Regions from separate parts of the Macaca mulatta genome. Here region 1 is linked to region 2. The links are chromatin contacts, called in public Hi-C maps. All regions are on one chromosome and are shown on one strand. The core of a region is the stretch at or near the end of the contact, and the rest is flanking DNA. Distances in the headings are between cores, read along the strand shown. Region 1 holds the start of APEX1 (apurinic/apyrimidinic endodeoxyribonuclease 1). Region 2 holds the start of PARP2 (poly(ADP-ribose) polymerase 2).

What was found. A called contact is a pair of places that touch in the nucleus more often than the background predicts.
Region 1: a contact with region 2 is called in a Hi-C map of fetal cortex germinal zone, with 2.8 times the contacts expected there. The contact joins the promoter of APEX1 here to the promoter of PARP2 in region 2. A contact is called at or near these places in 3 of 14 Hi-C or Micro-C datasets (fetal cortex germinal zone, fetal cortical plate and liver).

What each region holds. Positions count from the first base shown.
Region 1 is chr7:93,254,197-93,258,153 of T2T-MMU8v2.0, forward strand. APEX1 (apurinic/apyrimidinic endodeoxyribonuclease 1) reads left to right here and starts at 2,354. Exons shown (of 4, transcript NM_001258109.1): 1 at 2,354-2,433; 2 at 2,639-2,826; 3 at 3,326-3,518; 4 at 3,649-3,957. The coding sequence starts at 2,376. OSGEP (O-sialoglycoprotein endopeptidase) reads right to left here and starts at 1,824. Exons shown (of 11, transcript NM_001257838.1): 1 at 1,300-1,824. The coding sequence starts at 1,414.
Region 2 is chr7:93,148,581-93,152,580 of T2T-MMU8v2.0, forward strand. PARP2 (poly(ADP-ribose) polymerase 2) reads left to right here and starts at 2,027. Exons shown (of 16, transcript NM_001257438.1): 1 at 2,027-2,089; 2 at 3,349-3,504; 3 at 3,811-3,881. The coding sequence starts at 2,044.

The DNA of each region.
Region 1 (3,957 bases), core at 1,104-3,603, 110 kb after region 2:
TCAGGGAGGCTTTTCAGATACATGGAAATCAGTTGCCCCTCTCCTATGTATGCAAGTGTTTGAGGGGAGAGTAGGCAAGATACAATGGCTTATTAAAAGTTGTAATGTGTTTTGTACTTTCTTTTTTCTTTTTTATTTTTTTGAGACGGAGTTTCACTCTTGTTGCCCAGGCTGGAGTGCAATGGCATGATCTCGGCTCACCACAACCTCAGCCTCCCGAGTAGCTGGGTTAACAGGCATGTGCCACCACGCCCGGTTAATTTTTTATATTTTTTAGTGGAGACAGGGTTTCTCCATATTGGTCAGGCTGTTCTTGAACTCCGACCTCAGGTGATCCACCCCGCCTGGGCCTCCCTAAGTGCTGGGATTACAGGCGTGAGCCACCACACCCAGACGTGTTTGGTACTTTCATCTAATCTTCAACACCTAATGATACAGGTATTATTCCCATTTTAAAAACAAAGACTAGGCCCGGGCGGTGGCTCATGCCTGTAATTTTCACACTTTGGGAGGCTGGGGTGGGCGGATCATGTGAGGTCAGGAGTTCGAGACCAGCTTGGCCAACATGGTGAAGCCCCGCCTCTACTAAAAATACAAAAATTAGCTGGGTGTGGTAGCACACACCTGTCTGTAGTCCTAGCTACTCGGGAGGCTGGGGTAGAAGAATCTCTTGAATCTGGGAGGCAGAGCTTGCAGTAAGCCGAAACCGTGCCATTGCATTCCAGCCTGGGCAACAGAGCAAGACTGTCTCAAAAACAAATTAAAATAAAAAATAAAGACCAAATGTCCAAAACATAAATATTTAATGTGAATACAGCACAGCCAGCCAGTTCTCTGACATGTAAGCTGGGAGTCTTTCCACTCTCATCTCTCTACTCATCCTAGAATATTTCAAAAAATAAAAATTTTTAAAAAAGGAGTGTATATTCAGGGCAACTGGAATATATACTCCTGCTAAGCGTTTTTTAAACAGAATATTTCGAGTCCATCTCTATTACACTGTTTATCATGCTGTAGTATAAACATCTATTTATATGTCTGACTCCACAGCAGTATCATAACATCTATTTCTGAATGCTTAGCACATAAAATGAGCTCAATAAACGGTAAACGAACTCATCAGATCCACGTCCAAGTGCTTGTAACTCTTCTAGTCATCAGCCTTGTGACGTTAATAATATCACATAATTTCAATAAGACTCAGATCAAAAGCTGCACCTCACTAGTATTTAGGAAGATGGAAGGCTGATTTTCTGCGGGGAAGTGCGCCGAAAACTCTTAACTCCCCTACTCACCCACCTGTGCCCGGAGGCGTGACATAAGTCCGCCGCGGGTTCGCCAGCACCTTGCCATCCCGCACCACACCCACGCCAATCTTATTGGCGCTGCCTTCAAAACCCAGCACCGCCGGCATGGCGGAGCCTGGGAGAAAACGCCGACAGGACTCCTAGCAACGTCAGGAGCTGTGGAAGTCCTCACTAGTCTGCGCTGGGCCGCAGCTTTCCGGAGCGCAGAAGAAGCGGGCTAGCCTGCAGATAACAGTGGGAAAGACAGCGCAGAACTCCCGCGAGCGGAGACCCGCCAAGGCCCCTCCAAGGACCTGTCTTCCTAACTGCCAGGGACGCCGAGCCGACTCTGTGCTTTACAATCCTATCCGTTTTCCTATATCTTTCCCGTGGTCCAGCCCAACCTTCTCCACTTTTTTTTCCCTTTGCACAGCGTTAGACTCTTAAGTCAGAGTCAAACAATGTGCCGTGCGTCGGGCACAACGATAAACAGCCCGAACGAGGGTTGGGGCCCTAGGTCTCCTAGAGAATTAGTTGAGAGAGGCAAGGCCAAGCGACTTCGTCACGTGGTGTCAGACAGACCAATCACGCGCATTCTTCGGCCATGTGACGCGTGCCTCTGATCACGTGACCAGGTCCGCTACCCACGTGGGGGGCTCAGCGTGCATCCTTCTTTGTGCTCGGGTTAGGAGGAGCTAGGCTGCCATCGGACCGGTGCAGATACGGGGTTGCTCTTTTGCTCATAAGAGGGGCTTCGCTGGCAGTCTGAAGGGCAAGCTTGAGTCAGGACCCTTAATTAAGATCCTCAATTGGCTGGAGGGCAGATCTCGCGAGTAGGGTACAAGGCACTATGAAATGATCTAGTTACGTGGGTGAGGGGCTGAAGGGCCTATGATGCACGGAGGCGGGGAAAGGATTTAGAGATAACATGGTTTGAAAGGCGGGACCTGGTGCGGGGACGCTCTTGAGAGGAGTCTTCTCCCCAGGCTTAGCTGGTTTCATGATTTCTTTGCGTCTGTAGGCAACGCGGTAAAAATACTGCTTTGGTGGGCGACGCGGTACAGGTGCCGAAGAGCGTTCGTTACGGGAATGCCGAAGCGTGGGAAAAAGGGAGCGGTGGCAGAAGACGGGGATGAGCTCAAGACAGGTAAGAATGAAATGAGCCCCTCTTCCTAGAAGCTACGGCGGGGTTGTTTGTAATTCCCTTGATGAACGGTAAGTACCGGCCAACTCATTTTTGCAGGGGTTTGTGAAGACGCAGTAACCGCAGGCTTTCGTTGGGTCCATAGCTAACGCCGGATCGCGGTTGGAAACCACCCACTTTTTATCAATATATATTACTCATTTTATAGAGCCAGAGCCCAAGAAGAGTAAGACGCCCGCAAAGAAAAATGACAAGGAGGCAGCAGGAGAGGGCCCAGCCCTGTATGAGGACCCCCCCGATCAGAAAACCTCACCCAGTGGCAAACCTGCCACACTCAAGATCTGCTCTTGGAACGTGGATGGGCTTCGAGCCTGGATTAAGAAGAAAGGATTAGATGTGAGTGGTGTTTGAGGGGAAGACACATTCTTTAGTATTGAATGATCTTAGGGTTTAGTCATCCCTTTTCTCCGTATAGCCTTCAGGCTGTTTTTTCTCCTGCCTGCAGTTTTCGGTGGGGCTTCCCCAGTCTTGCCAGTTGTATTTCCTAAATGTCTGCTCCTTCACTTCCATTGCCATTTTCTTTTTTAATGTTCTCTCCTCTTCCCAGAATGTTGCAAAAACCTTTTACTATACTTCCTCCATTTTATCTTCAGCATGTCCTCCATTTCATTAATTATAGCTTAAAAATCTTAGCTTGCCTATAGAAAAAACACATTCATAGTATAGCACGTAAGACTTTACCTCTGTTTTCATTTATCTAGCTTCGAATTGTTTAAATATTATTTAACCTCGAACTGCTTGACTGTTTAACCTGTGCATATTTATGACTTGGCATATATTCAATAAATGTTCTGCTGAATTGATAATACATTTTCCACCTTTCTTTTACTTATAGTGGGTAAAGGAAGAAGCCCCAGATATACTGTGCCTTCAAGAGACCAAATGTTCAGAGAACAAACTACCAGCTGAACTTCAAGAGCTGCCTGGACTCTCTCATCAATACTGGTCCGCTCCTTCGGACAAGGAAGGATACAGTGGCGTGGGCCTACTTTCCCGCCATTGCCCACTCAAAGTTTCTTATGGCATAGGTGAGACCCTATTGATGCCTAATGCCTGAACTCTTCAAGACCAATTGCTAATTCTCCATCTCTCCCCCACCTCTTGATTGCTTTTCCTTTTCTTACAGTTTTTTATGCTAATTCTGTTTCGTTTCTGTAGGCGAGGAGGAGCATGATCAGGAAGGCCGGGTGATTGTGGCTGAATTTGACTCGTTTGTGCTGGTAACAACGTATGTACCTAATGCAGGCCGGGGTCTGGTACGACTGGAGTACCGGCAGCGCTGGGATGAAGCCTTTCGCAAGTTCCTGAAGGGCTTGGCTTCCCGAAAGCCCCTTGTGCTGTGTGGAGACCTCAATGTGGCACATGAAGAAATTGACCTTCGCAACCCCAAGGGTAACAAAAAGAATGCTGGCTTCACGCCACAAGAGCGCCAAGGCTTTGGGGAATTACTGCAGGCTGTGCCACTGG
Region 2 (4,000 bases), core at 777-3,276:
CAGCCTCTAGTACACAAGAAAGTTCTACTAAGTATTAGCTTTTTAAAGAAATTTTCATTTCATAAAGGGTTACATTATATTTTTTCTATCTCCAAAGTATTTCCTTTAAGACCTAGTCTAATTTATTTGTGCCATAATTAAGTCAGATGTAACAGGCTTTGTACCACTGAAACAGTTTAAGCAATCCTATCCAACAAACATTTATCGAGCACCTACATTTTGTTAGATTTATTTCCAACTACTTGATATGCTTTGGTGTTATTATAAATGCTACCTTAAAAAATTTTATTTATAGTTGTTTGAAGCTCTTTTATAAACATGAAATTTATTTCATATGCTATTTTCTATCAGTCTTGCTAGGCTTTGTAGTAAGGTAAAATTTTTATCCTGTAGTTTCTTCTAACTTTTAAAATATTCATAATCAAATTTCACGCAATTAATGAGATTTTGGGTTTTTCCTTTCTAAACTTTACATCTTTTGATGAAAAAAATAAAATGTATCAATTTTCTCTCTCTCTCTCTTTTTTTTTTTCCAGACGGAGTCTCACTCTGTCACCCAGGCTGGAGTTCAGTGGCGCGATCTCGGCTCACTGCAACCTCCGCCTCCCGGGTTCAAGCGACTCTTGTGCCTCAGCCTCCCAAGTAGCTGGGACTACAGGCGCCTGCGACCACGCCTGGTTAATTTTTTACTCTTTTTTTTTTTTTTTTTTAATAGGGACGAGGTTTCGCTATTTTGCTCCGGTTGGTCTATAACAGGTACTATTCTATCCTAACAATATGTTTCTAAATGATACTGGTGCCAAAATCAGGATTACCCAGTGATTTTGTTAATACATGCTTATTGAATCAGAAGGTCTAGGGTGGGGAATTTGCTTAAGTATGCAGTCCCCATACTTGGTGATTCTCATGCAGCCAAACATTTGGGCGCCCCTCACCCAATCTCACCAAGAACCAGAAGACCAATTAGCATTTTCCGTGGGCTTCCTGCCCCATGGTACCCTCTGTTCCCAAAGGGTTTTTGCAGTTTCACGGAACTTTTTCACATTCCACTCGGTGTTTGTTTTTTTTTTTTTTAAGACGAGTCTGTCACCCAGGCTGGAGTGCACTGGCGCGATCTCGGCTCACTGCAAGCTCCGCCTCCCGGGTTCACACCATTCTCTGCCTCAGCCTCAACCATTTATTTTTTAAGACCACTCTGTCACCCAGGCTGGAGAATGGTTCACACCTCATAGAATGGTACTCAGCCTCCCGAGTAGCTGAGACTACAGGCGCCCACCACCACGCCCGGCTAATTTTTTGTTTTTATTTCTTTTTTCAGTAGAGACGGGGTTTCACCGCGTTAGCCACGATGGTCTCGATCTTCTGACCTTGTGATCTGCCCGCCTCGGATTCCAAAGTGCTGGGATTACAGGCGTGAGCCACCGCGCCCGGCCTGGTTGTGTTTTTGTTTTTTGTTTTTTTTTTTTTTCAAAAATGGGCGGGGGAGAGTAGTCTGAATTGGGTTATGAGGTCCCCTCCGGGGTACCTCACCTCAGCCATTGAACTCACTTCGCCGGCCGTGAGTCTGTTCCAAGCTCCGGCAAAGGAGGCATCCGCCGGGCCCCTCCCCGAAGGGCGGGGTCCACGGCATCTCCTGCCCAGTCTGACCTCGCGCGGAGCCCCATTCTCTGGGAACTCACCTCCCCGAAGATCAGGGAGAGCCCTGTTAGGGCCGCCTCTGGCCCTAGTCTCAGACCTTCCCAAGGGACATGGGAGTGGAGTGACAGGACGCACTCAGCTCGTGGCCCCACTGATGAGCTTCCCTCCGCCCTATGGGGAAGGGTGGTCCCACACAGAACTTATAAGACTCCCATACTCAAAGACATTTCTCGTTTATGGTGACTTCCCAGAAGACACAGCGACATGCAAATATTGTAGGGCGTCACACCCCTGTCCCTCACAGTCATCTTCCTGCCAGGGCGCACGCGCGCTGGGTGTTCCCGCGTAGTGACACTGGGCCCGCGATTCCTTGGAGCGGGTTGATGACGTCAGCGTTCGAATTCCATGGCGGCGCGGCGACGACGGAGCACCCGCGGAGGCAGAGCGAGAGGTTCGGAGCTCAGTATTGGGGGAGGGAATGCGGCAGCGAGGAGTCAGAAAAGGAACGATGCCACCTACTGTGACCCCCTTCATCTTCCACCTCCCCATAACCTGCACTTGGCTACCAAACCAGTTTGGGTGCTAAATTTTGTAAATTTAGGTTTTCAGAGCTTTGGGGATGACATAATTGTGCATAAAGCCTTGCAGAGCTGTAACAACTAATATGCCAGTACTATTGTTAATACCTAATGTCATACAATTTACAAAAAGTAATTGTGAGGCACACCATTATTTTATACACAAGAAAGGATAAGCACTGGTGAACTATGATTCACTGCTTATGCCATCCATTCTAAGATGGAGCCCAGTTCCAGAGGGTAAAATGCGAGTCTAGACCTATTGAGATACGGTATTATGTGTATAATGTTCTTAAGTGCATAGGTCCACCCTATAAATTAAGTACTAGTGTACTTCTTTAGAAGTACAGTATTGTACAATGTTCTAATATTGGAGCAAGTGAAGTAGGAAGAGATCAAACACTTCTCCAAGTTTCCACAGATAAAAGCAGCAGAGCTAGGCTCTAAATTAGGCACAGACCCTTGAGCAGTTTACTAACCTTTATCCCATACCGCCTCATGTATGAGTTGGGTATTTGGGGGACATTGGGACACAAGTAAACAAAACAGATAAGCAGGCCTCAGTCTATGAGCTTACAAGACTCCTAGGGCTCCCTTTTATTTTGTTTTATTTCATTTGGCTAGAATAGCAATTTAGGAAGAATTACACAGACTGTTACACAAGGGTAGTGTGGTGACAGTTTTTATTGCCTCTTTGTAAACTTAGAAAATTATCTTAAACCGGCGGGGTGCGGTGGCTCAGGCCTGTAATCCTGCACTTTGGGAGGCCAAGGAGGGCAGATCACTTGAGGTCACGAGTTTGAGACCAGCCTGGCCAACATAGTGAAACCTTGTCTCTACTAAAAATACAAAAATTAGCCGGGCATGGCGGCGAACGCCTGTAATCCAAACTACTTGGGAGGCTGAGGCATGAGAATCACTTGAACCCAGGAGGCAGAGGTTGCAGTGAGCGGAAATCGTACCACTGCACTCCAGCCTGGGCGACAGAGTGAGACTCCACCTTGGAAAAAAAAAAAAAGAAAGAAAAGAGAAAGAATGATCTTAAACCATTTATTTAAAGGATTTTTTTCAATCCTTAAAATCTACACGTTTTCAGGTATACTCATTCTTTGCTCATTTCCAAATTTTGTAGCATTAAATGAAAGCAAAAGAGTTAATAATGGCAACACGGCTCCAGAAGACTCTTCCCCTGCCAAGAAAACTCGCAGATGCCAGAGACAGGGGTCGAAAAAGATGCCTGTGACTGGAGGAAATGCTAATGAGGACAGGACAGAAGACAAGCAAGATGGTACGCCAGGGAGGTCATGGGCCAGCAAGAGGGTTTCTGGTAGGAGTGGATCTGGGGATGATATCTTGTTATTTCAACTCTTATTTCTTCCTTCTTTCAGGATAGAATTAATTTCTCTATCCTTTGGGCATACCACAGCACTAATCTACTGCCTTGAATCTTCATTTTCATGTATTTGAGATGGATTGAGGCCTAAGGAAAGACCAGGATTGGTTGGGAGGACAAAGTTAATTCTCACAAGTTTCTGTTTAACCACAACAGCTGTTTTTGATTCCCATAAAGTAGTACCTATCTGTCTTTCCTCAGAATCTGTGAAGGCCTTGCTGTTAAAGGGCAAAGTTCCTGTGGACCCAGAATGTACAGCCAAGGTGGGGAAGGTAAGACACTCTGGACCGATCTTTAGTCCGTGGATGTCTCAGAGAGCATCCTTTGTTATAAGGACTCCTGTCTGGGATGCTGTTCGTATCATTTCAGGAATCCTCTCCAAAATACGATG